3 separate regions of the Sus scrofa genome follow, and regions 1 and 2 are each linked to region 3. Evidence: chromatin contacts called from public HiChIP or PLAC-seq data. All regions are on one chromosome and are shown on one strand. Each heading gives the region's core, a stretch centred on a gene start, on an enhancer-like site or on the middle of the called end of the contact. The rest is flanking DNA. Distances are from core to core; before and after follow the strand shown. Region 1 overlaps IGF2BP3 (insulin-like growth factor 2 mRNA-binding protein 3). Region 2 overlaps IGF2BP3 (insulin-like growth factor 2 mRNA-binding protein 3). Region 3 overlaps TRA2A (transformer 2 alpha homolog).

Evidence for each region. HiChIP or PLAC-seq counts read pairs in DNA pulled down with a chosen protein or histone mark.
Region 1: a contact with region 3 is called in an H3K27ac HiChIP or PLAC-seq map of alveolar macrophages. The contact joins two enhancer-like sites. A contact is called at or near these places in 1 of 47 Hi-C or Micro-C datasets (epiblast stem cells) and 1 of 2 datasets of contacts at active chromatin or transcription factors (alveolar macrophages).
Region 2: a contact with region 3 is called in an H3K27ac HiChIP or PLAC-seq map of alveolar macrophages. The contact joins two enhancer-like sites. A contact is called at or near these places in 2 of 47 Hi-C or Micro-C datasets (embryonic fibroblasts and epiblast stem cells) and 1 of 2 datasets of contacts at active chromatin or transcription factors (alveolar macrophages).

The regions. Positions count from the first base shown.
Region 1 is chr9:92,186,691-92,190,096 of Sscrofa11.1, forward strand. All of the region lies in intron 3 of IGF2BP3 (insulin-like growth factor 2 mRNA-binding protein 3), which reads right to left. Among named protein-coding and RNA genes, the nearest start is that of IGF2BP3, 84 kb to the right of the region's middle. Within about 2 kb of position 1,376, at least 5 of the 83 cell types and tissues checked have an H3K27ac peak or open chromatin away from gene starts, as enhancers often do. A contact at or near this core is called in alveolar macrophages, where this site is marked.
Region 2 is chr9:92,131,251-92,134,745 of Sscrofa11.1, forward strand. The region is part of intron 10 of IGF2BP3 (insulin-like growth factor 2 mRNA-binding protein 3); the gene reads right to left. Among named protein-coding and RNA genes, the nearest start is that of MALSU1, 45 kb to the left of the region's middle. Within about 2 kb of position 1,606, at least 24 of the 83 cell types and tissues checked have an H3K27ac peak or open chromatin away from gene starts, as enhancers often do. A contact at or near this core is called in alveolar macrophages, where this site is marked.
Region 3 is chr9:92,315,616-92,319,078 of Sscrofa11.1, forward strand. All of the region lies in intron 1 of TRA2A (transformer 2 alpha homolog), which reads right to left. Among named protein-coding and RNA genes, the nearest start is that of TRA2A, 6.2 kb to the right of the region's middle. Within about 2 kb of position 2,171, at least 2 of the 83 cell types and tissues checked have an H3K27ac peak or open chromatin away from gene starts, as enhancers often do. A contact at or near this core is called in alveolar macrophages, where this site is marked.

The DNA.
Region 1 (3,406 bases), core at 126-2,625, 130 kb before region 3:
CAACTAGGAACCATGAGGTTGCGGGTTCGATCCCTGGCCTCGATCAGTGGGTTAAGGATCCAGCGTTGCCGTGAGCTGTGGTGTAGGTTATAGACTCAGCTTGGATCCTGTGTTGCTGTGGCTGTGGCGTAGGCTGGCGGCTGCAGCTCCGTTTTGACCTCTAGCCTGGGAACCTCCATATGCCACAGAGTGGCCCAAGAAATGGCAAAAAGAAAAATGAAAAAATAAATAAATAAATAAAAATACTAGTGTAATTTTTTGTATCGTCATTATACCTCAATAAAGTTGTCAAAGAAAAGATTTACTAACATGGCTTAAACTGTCATAAATTAATAAGAAAAGGAAAATTACTCTCAATGTTTGACATGAGAAAAAGTTCTAAAGTTTAGGATGGAAAAACAAAAGAAGGAAATTATATGCAATAGGATTGGCACTTTTTTTAAAATCATAAGTCTATACAAATGGAAGAAACAAATCAGATGACTTACCTTTAATCTTGACCCATTTTAACTATTGTTTGCCCAACAACTTCAAAAAGTATTATCAGATGCACAGAGGAAAGGGGCCATGAACAAAACTGATAGCCAAAAATGCTTAGTATGCATTTTTAAAAAATCACTATTGTTCATCTGAGTGTTTTTTTTTTTTTTTTTTGTCTTTTGTTGTTGTTGTTGTTGCTATTTCTTGGGCCGCTCCCGCGGCATATGGAGATTCCCAGGCTAGGGGTCCAATCGGAGCTGTAGCCACTGGCCTACGCCAGAGCCACAGCAACGCGGGATCCGAGCCGCGTCTGCAACCTACACCACAGCTCACGGCAACGCCAGATCGTTAACCCACTGAGCAAGGGCAGGGACCGAACCCGCAACCTCATGGTTCCTAGTCGGATTCGTTAACCACTGCGCCACGACGGGAACTCCACTATTGTTCAAAGTTAGGTAAATATCCAACTGAAACAATCATGCTAGTTTTTGCAGGTAAAATTGGCCAAGATTATAAATTATTTTTATAGGAATTACTCGAGAGAGGATATAGGTGAACCAACAGTCTCATATATTAGTGGGAAAAGTAAAAAGAAGCTCAAAATTTCTACGAAAGTTTTCTACCATCAGATGGCCTTAAAAAAAAAAAAAAAAAATCACACTCTGTCCCTTGACTGACTAGGACATGAAGGACAAAGCCACGGATCCAGAGGCAAGCAAAAAGTACCATGCAACTGGTGCAAACCACCACACTCCTATCAGGAGTAGCTAGTTGGAAGATTCAGGAAGCAGGCAACCCCCTCAAACCCAACATCCCACCCATTCTTGCATGCTAGGCCGGCAGCTATAGTTTCAATTCCTCCAATTTGACCTAGCCTGGGAACTTCCACATGCTTTGAGTTTGGCCCTATAAAGCAAAAGACAAATTGAGCTAATCACACAATCTGTAAGCACACAGTCATCCTTACCCCTTCCCTCTTTCATGACTGTAAACAGCACACAGATACCAAGCCACAATTTTATAGTGCACAGGACTCTACTTTTTGGAAAGAAGCCTAAAAAACTTCACAGCTGTTCGCCACTTTCCTTTTTTCAATCTCAATTTTTTGGCTATTGACATAAGATATGTCACCCACATACAGAGGGCAAGAATCTCAACACTTTCACTTTCCAGGGGCTGCAAGGATGGCTCTGACAGTGATGGGCTTTTAAAAACACTCAGACATTCTGACCTAATACTGGAAGCCCATGTATTAGGCTTTTAAAGCCTGCACTTTAAACTTCTTCAGAACTGAGCTCCTCACAAAACACACAACTGGAAATTGTGTTATAATAACCAACCAACTACAGAAGCCTTCCTTAGAATCAAATACATCCCCAAAGCAAGGCAGAATAAGAGACAACTGCTCCTTTAACAGTTAAAAACAAAAAAACTTTTCTGTAGGTACAAGTAAAATAAAAACAGCAAACACAACTGTCTGTAGCAAAGCCCCATCCATACTGTGGTTATCTAAATTATAACATATAAAAAGGTAGAATAATATAATCAAGATGAGTCAGAACTTAAGGGGAGAAGAAGGAGTGTTACTGATTTCAAATGTGAATGTCCATTATCCACCTTTTTTTCTTCTCTTTTCTTTTTAGGGCCACCCAGAGCATATCAAAGTTCCCAGGCTAGGGAGCGAATCAGAGCTGTAGCCGCCAGCTGTGCCACAACTACAGCCACAGCCACGCCAGATCCAAGCTGCATCTTTGACCTACACCACAGCTCACAGCAACACCAGATCCTTAACCCACTGAACCAGGCCAGGGATCAAACCTGAATCCTCAAGGATACTAGTCAGATTTATTTTTACTGAGCCACACTGGGAACTCCCATTATCCACCCCTTCTAACTCTTACTCTCAAATGCATTTAAGAAGTAAGTACACTGCCAAGCACCTGAAAACAAAGCTAAAAATCACAGTAAATCTCATTAATGACCATTCTAGGATACATTCATGACATGAATTACAGGGCACTGAGATTAAAATGCACAATACTGGTGTTGTCTGCTGCACACCATCTGCTGCCCCACAAAAACAGAGTATTCAACTCCAGAAATGATCTGGGGTAAAAATATACCAAAAGGAAAAAAAATGCTCTTCTCTACATTCACAGTTGCTCTCTGATTGTAAGCTGGCCAAGTCTGCCTACAGTACCGCAGAGGTGGCCAAAAAGAAAGCAGACCTGCAGCACCTTCCTCACTGATTTGTGAAGAGTTCCCAATGCCTGGCTAAGCCTCAGATGAGGAAGGCAACACTGGAAGTGAACTTGTCAGAGTCCCAGAGAACACAAGGCTCAGCTGAAGAAAAAGCTGATTCAGTAAGTGGTGCTCTTACAACTGGAAAAACCACTTTGGAGGGAAAATCCAAGGACTGTTAAACTAGCTCACACTTTAGATCAACAAAGATTACTCAACTAGTAATGACAAGTTACCTCTGGATGATAGGGTTACAGATCTTTTTTTTTTTTTTTTTTTTTTTTTTAGGTTGATTTTTTTTCTACAACAAACACAAAACATTTTTAATTTAAAAAATTAAAATAATGAGTTCTGTTGTGGTGCTGCGGAAACAAATCCAACTAGTAGCCATGAGGATGCAGGTTTGATCCCTGGCCTCGCTCAGGGGGTTGGGGAATCTGGCATTGCCATGAGCTATAGTGTAGGTTGCAGATACCACTCAGATCCCGCTTGCTGTGGTATAGACTGGCGGCTGGAGTTCCAATTCGATCCCCAGCCTGGGAACTTCCATATGCTGGGGATTCAGCCCTAAAAAGCAAAAAATAAAAATAAATTAAAAATTAAAAAAATTAAAATAGATAATCCTTGTGATAAGATGGCCTATTTCTTAAATGTTCACAGTGAGAATAACCCGATGCCTCAAGGG
Region 2 (3,495 bases), core at 356-2,855, 180 kb before region 3:
CCTAAAGCTTCAGAGGTGAAAGGTATTCAGGACACAAGCTGCTTCTCAATGGATTTCGGCCAGATGCCTATCGGCAAAACTTCATTTGTGCTTCTTGGCACACTCTATGCTATAGAGCTTGAAATAACAGAACAAAGCTGCGCAACTGAAAGTTTGCATAACTGGTCTGCCAATGAGTAATTCCTAATCTTCTATCATGAGGAGATACAAGAATGAGCAAACAGTGAGGTTAAGTGTATTTACTTTGTGGGGAACAGAATTTAAGACACCACAAAGGCATGGAGACATGCATGCCAGCCAACAACACTAGCCTTCAGGAACCAGGCAGAATGCCAGGGTTTCCCTTTGGCTTGTAAAATCTACTCCTGGGAGTTTTTTGTTTTGTTTGTTTTCTTTTGTTTCAATGGATTTTGGATTGGAACTGGAATTGAGTTTATTCAACTTCATGACCTGAACAGAATTCTGAAGTCTTTAAAAAAAAAAAAAAGGTGGGGGGGATTTTTTTCTCCCCTCGTGGCTCAGCAGTTAGTGAACCCAACCAGCATCCATAGGACATGGGTTAGATCCCTGGCCTCGTTCAGTGGGTTAAGGATCTGGCGTTGCCGTGAGCTGTGGTGTAGGTCGCAGACACAGCTCGGATGCCATGTTGCTGTGGCTGTGGTGTAGGCCTGAGGTTACAGCTCCAATTGGACCCCTAGCCTGGGAACCTCCATATGCCATGGGTCTGGCCCTAAAAAGACCAAAAAAAAAAAAAGAAAAAATCCTCCCCTTAACTAAGTAACCAAGTCCTCTTAGAAATAATGTATGTATGCAATGGGTTATTTTGAAATTGTTTACCAACAAAAGAGCCACACCCACAGTAAGATATCCTAAAGAGTAGAATGAAAAGACTTCCTGAGTCATCTGATCTAACAATTCCTTTCAAATCATGAAATATTTTGTTTCTTAAAGAACACCACAAACCAGGTTAAGACCTAAGAAAAGTGTTCACCTTTCTTGCCTCTTGCCATAAGCAGAAAGTTGGCAATTTTAAGATTACACTATTGCTCTAGAGACTTGGGAAGACTCCAAAGATGCTATCAAAATTATGAAGACAACAGCACTTGAGCTAACTTCTGCCAACCCAACCATCAGCTGCGAAGACCAGCCAGCTATGGATGGTGTCGTGGGCTATGCCAATTCAACCCCTTGCTCTGCTCACTGGCTGCCAACTGCCTCTTCCCTACTGTTTGAACATTTCTGAAAAAAACATTTCCTGTCATTTATAAACTTGAAATTTGCCAATTAAGTACTGCATGAGCCAGCTGTGAGGCAGGAACTAGAGAGTTTTGTCTGTTGAAAGAATGAACTCTTTGACTCTATTGGAAAAATCAACCTGGCAGGTTCCAGGAAGAAGAGTATGTTTTAGGGGGAGGAACAGCACAGTTCTGAGATGGAAGGGATTTATCCAAGAACAACAAGATGCATCAATTCTACTTTCATGTTACAAAGCAGAAGTGAGAAAACATGAGTAGAAAAATGAAACAACTCTAAAAGGGGAAGCAGTACATAAAAACAGAGTCAGAGTCTTTAAACCATTTAGTCATCAAAACCCACTCCTTGCCTCAGGCCATATATATTTAAAGTGAAAGTAGAGATTTACTGCTAACCTACAGGCATCAGGAATAAAGACATTATCTTAGTAAGTAACCTGGCTTCTCTGTGAGAGCTTCTGATGAACAGTAAGCTGCTCAGCAGCAGCTGGAGATGCAATGGAGGAGTACTGTCACATGCTGACAGCAAACACTTGCCAACCTTGAATTTTCTAATCCAGTTTTTTAAATATAGGCAGACCTCAGAGACATTGTGGGTTCGGTTCAGCACTATCACATTAAAGCAACTACGGCATTTGCAGCATACGGAAGTTCCCCAGGCCAGGGGTCAAAGCTGCCAGCCTATGTCATAGCCACAGCAACTCAGGATCCAAGCTGTGTCTGCGACCTACACCACAGCTCACAGAAGTGCAGGATGCTGAACCCACTGACCAAGCCAGGGATCAAACCCACGTCATCATGGATCCTAGCTGGGTTCTTAAGCCACTAAGCCACAACGGGAACTCCATGAATAACTTTTTAAACACTTTCAACTTCAGCATAATTATAAAAAATAAATATGAATAGCATTTTATTTCTCTCTCTACTTGAAGCATTTTTAGGGAACAATGACATGTCTACATTTGATTTATGTGACAAAATGGAGCCTATAGTACTTCAAATAAACATCAAGCCAGGTGGAACATCTTTTGCTGTGAGCAGTAATTTCTTTAACCAGTGTTTCTTTAAGTTTAAATCAATATCAGTACTATTTTGGCTTCATTATTTTGCTTCATTCTTAGGGAAGATCCAAATAGATTTCCTAATTTTCAGCTAGGTTTTTGAGTTCAGTTTGCTTAAAGGCAAATACAGGAAGCAAATTTATTGATTTAAATTGGACCTCAAATTAGCCTACGTATAAAAACGGGCCCATACCTCCTATTCCAAACTCTCGCCTCCCCCCCCCAGAAAAGCCTAGAAGAATATATACTAAAATGTTAATGGTGAATTTTACCTTTAAGCATTTTTGTATAGTTTTAATACTTATAGTAAACATATCAGTTTTATTACCAAGAGGGAAAAAAAAACATTTTTTAAATAAAAAGGCAATTACTGTACGCACTGAAAATAAAAAAAAGCAAATATGGCAATAAAGTGAGTCGCACAAAATTTTTTATTTCCCAGGGCATATAACCTACTATAAATGTAGTTTAAGTGTGCAATAGTATTATGTCTTTAAAAATGCACATAACTCATTAAATATAATGCTATTGGGAAAATGGCACCAACAGATTTATTCAATGCAGGTTGCTGCTAACCTTGACTTTATTTAAAAAAAAAAAAAACTGTATTCTGTAAAAACTAGAAATATTTGATCTGAAAGAAGAGTTCTTAGAGCTAATCATCTAACTCCGTTTCTTCAGTGTATGAGTGAGAAAAGAAACCCAGAAGGAAAAAGGAGACTGACCCTCAGTGATACAGAGTCCCTAACAGACTGGCTGGCCCATCCTCCCTCAGGGCTTTTGCTCTTTCCCACCCCCACCCCCCTTAGCTCCAAGGTACAAACACATCAGCCCCCGCACATCACCTTTAGCTGTGGTGTAAAGCTTTAGCAAACATGAATCTATTCACATTTGATATGAAATTTTGAGGCCTTTCTTTAGATCAATAGGCTTTATTAAATGGTTTCTAGGCCCCAAAATGTTTGAAGTGCAGGTGCACTGCAGGGAAAGATGCAAATATTGCCAACAGCAAAGGCAGAAATATGTGCACACGCTGCAAGACAGACCAAGGCTAAGCACACCTCACAACCTGGTGGCTTCAGAGACAGGCAAAGGAAATTCTCATTCTTACAGGGATAAAATATGAACAATCTCGGCAATGTGTGTTCTTTATAGAATTCTAGCCACTGATAAAACAGAAT
Region 3 (3,463 bases), core at 921-3,420:
GGCCTACACCACAGCCACAGCAACGCAGGATCCAAGACCTACATCACAGTTCATGGCAATGCCAGATTCCAGACCCACTAAGCGAGGTCAGGGATTGAACCCGCATCCTCAAGGATACTAGTCGGATTTGTTTCCACTGAGCCATAAAGGGGAACTCCCTCCCCTTTAATTTATAGTTATGAAGATACCAATATTTTAACCTCCACAAACAATTTAGAAATTTAAAAGTCTTAAAAGGCAAATCAGTAACTGTCAGCAAATAACCCAAAGAATAAACTACAACACACAAAACTTTTAATTCTTCATAATTATTTTTACTGTAATACCAAAAAAATGGTCTGTCATTTTAAGAATTGGTAGTTTAATTCTCAAAGACACAAAACGTCATATTAACATTTACCATTTAAAAATAACATTCATCAAAAGCTAACACCAAATAAATGCCATTTTCACTAACTGTGCATTAGAACTGAGGTTTGAGTATCAATAAGCCTTATATGGACAAATGCTAGATTGCCCTTTTCTACTTTTGATTTGCCTTAATTATGAAATAATTTGAACTTTCTCCAGGGAAATTCATACAGCTAATCAGAATTTAGAAAAAGAACTGAAACTGCAAACAGAAAGATAAACTGAAATATTGAGAAGGGGTGTTATCTCTCCTGTTTCTGTAGACACTACACTTAACCTGCTCTTAAAGCTGTCCAGTCAAGGAGTTTAGCAAATTCCTCAGTACCCTCCATTTGGATGCACCAACCATTAAAAATAGTGTTTACCTGACATAGATTAATGATTCACCCAAATCATGCCAGAAATTTCAACAGAAACATAGTTCGACAGGCTTCCAGTCTACCTTACCTACTATAAACCATGAGCCTGGCAGAAAATTCTCACAGTACAACCTGCTTAGTGTCCATTTGTTCTGTAAACTATTCTCTATCAATTAGAAGGCTGTAGTGGTAGCCGAAGGACATAGCCAAAAACAAAGAGGAGCTAACAATGAGTACTCAGAAAGTATTACAGAGACTCCCCACTTCCCTTAGATTATAAAAATTTAGCCCACCTAATCCTTGGGGAAGAGCCTCCTTGTCTGCCTGCCTGAATCTCCCACAAGCATCTATCTTAATAAATCTATTTCTTGCTTATCAAAAAAAGAAAGTACTATAGAGTATCGAATACAAGCAGCTTAAAAACTATTTTTCTTTTCTGTATTAAAATAGTTGTATTTTATACACTGTAAATAACCTCACTAACAATGTACTATTTTTTTAATCATGAAAAAAGCTGACTAAATATGCACATGCTGCTGCAGAACATGAGAACAATTCTAACAGCAAACACTAATTGCAATGTCACTTAATACAGCTAATAGTTAGAGATGGAAAAAAAATCCAAGTAAAATCCATTAAAATAAACCTATATAAATGCTACACTGTGACCCTAATATTATGGCAAAGCAAATTCTGTCCCAAGTACCAGGTTTACACAAATCCAAGTCTATATGAATATAGCATAAGCTTTTTTCTAAAAAAAAAAAAAAAAACAAAAACAAAAAAAAACGGATTTTTTTTTTTTAGCATAAGCTTTTAATACAAATTTTTTCAAAATATATTTTCCCACTCCTTGGTGAAATTAGAGATTTCCATAGAAATCATCTAGTGTATTTACGTAAATTGTATTTTTTTTGGGGGGGTACTTAAATTATCCAAATAACTATAATATTTATTGTACCAAGAACTTCATTCTTTAGGACTTGTGGGAAACCTTCTGTGTTACTCAATTCTTTCATTTTATATGGTGCTTCTTTTTCAGACTCTCAGGTTTACAAAAGAAATACTCTTACTCTCTAACTCCAATTGCTCATTAACATTAGCTATTTTTATTTAGTCTTTTTAGGGCTGCACCTGCAGCATATGGAAGTTCCCAGGCTAGGGGCTGAACTGGAGCTGCAGCTGTTGGCCTACACCACAGCTACAGCAACACCAGATCCCAGCTAGATCTTTGACCTATACCACAGCTGGTAGCAACGCAAGACCCTTAACCCACTGAGCCACAACCACAACACCCTCATTAGCGTTATTTATTTTTAGGACTGCACCCATGGCACATGGAAGTTCCCAGTTAATCGGAGCTACCACTGCCAGCCTATGCCAGATCTGAGCTGCATACGCAACCTAAACTGCAACTGGCAGCAACTCCAGATGACCCTTAACCCACTGAGTGGGGCCAAGGATTGAGCCTGCATCCTCACGGATACTAGTCGGGTTCACTACGAGCCACAACGGGAACTCCTCATTAACTATTTTTAAGTGATAATTTCCCTTCTCTTAAAAGTCATACCAGCATGCTGCATTCTAAGTGAGATTAAAGTCTTTGTATCAAAAAAGACTCACAGATACTCTAACTTGTATGTTTTTTGTGTAACATATTATTTAGAAATTGGCATTTATACATATATAATCAAATTTAAATTCATGTTACAACTATTAAATTACCTATAAAATTTACAAATCTTCTGTACTAATTTCAAACATGGTTCATAAAATGACCAGCTTATATGCTGTGATCAATTGTAACTCCAAAAAGCTCGTGTCTAAGTGGCAATTTCGAAGGCATAGAAAACTAGTGTAAAAGGACTTAAAGTGGTTTAGCTATATTAGAAACTAAGAGCAACTAAAAACTAAGAACCTTTTACAGAAGTGCCATGGAGTATTTACAAATCTTGAATAAGCAAGATTACAGGACCTCAGTTTTAAGGGAAAAAAACAAGGATAACTGTTCTTCTACCTCACACTGGTCAGGCCTAGTCACTCACACATTTAGTGAAAATCATGAGTTCATAAGGATTATACAAAACTATAAATGGAAGTAACTTAAATGAGGTAGGAAAAAACCACATTTCCTTTTGTTCTTTTCAACTTGTTTTATTTATTTATTTATGTCTTTTTGTCTTTTCTAGGGCCACACCAGTGGCATATGGAGGTTCCCAGGCTAGGGGTCAAATCGGAGCTGTAGTCGCTGGCCTACACCACAGTCACAGCCATGTCAGATCCCAGCTGTGTCTTCGACCTACACCACAGCTCATGGCAACAACGGATCCTTAACCCCCTGAGTGAGGCCAGGGATCGAACCCGAAACCTCTTGGTTCCTAGTCAGATTCGTTAACCACTGAGCTATGATGGGAACTCAAACTTTTTTTTTTTTAAACAGTGTCTATTGATTCTTTTCCCCATCTGATCATTACCATTTTTTCACTTCCACTCTTTCCTACTAAATCTGTTAGGACATGTGAACAAATAATCAGATTCACTCACTGTTTGTGGTCCCTAGGTTAGTTACTTGATGCCTGAATACCCGCTAATGCTATCAAAGAGGTTTTCACTGTTCACAAGTTCTAAAACACTATTATGCTGATTATTCATGACCATTTCACACTTGTTATACTACAAATGTTATATCATGA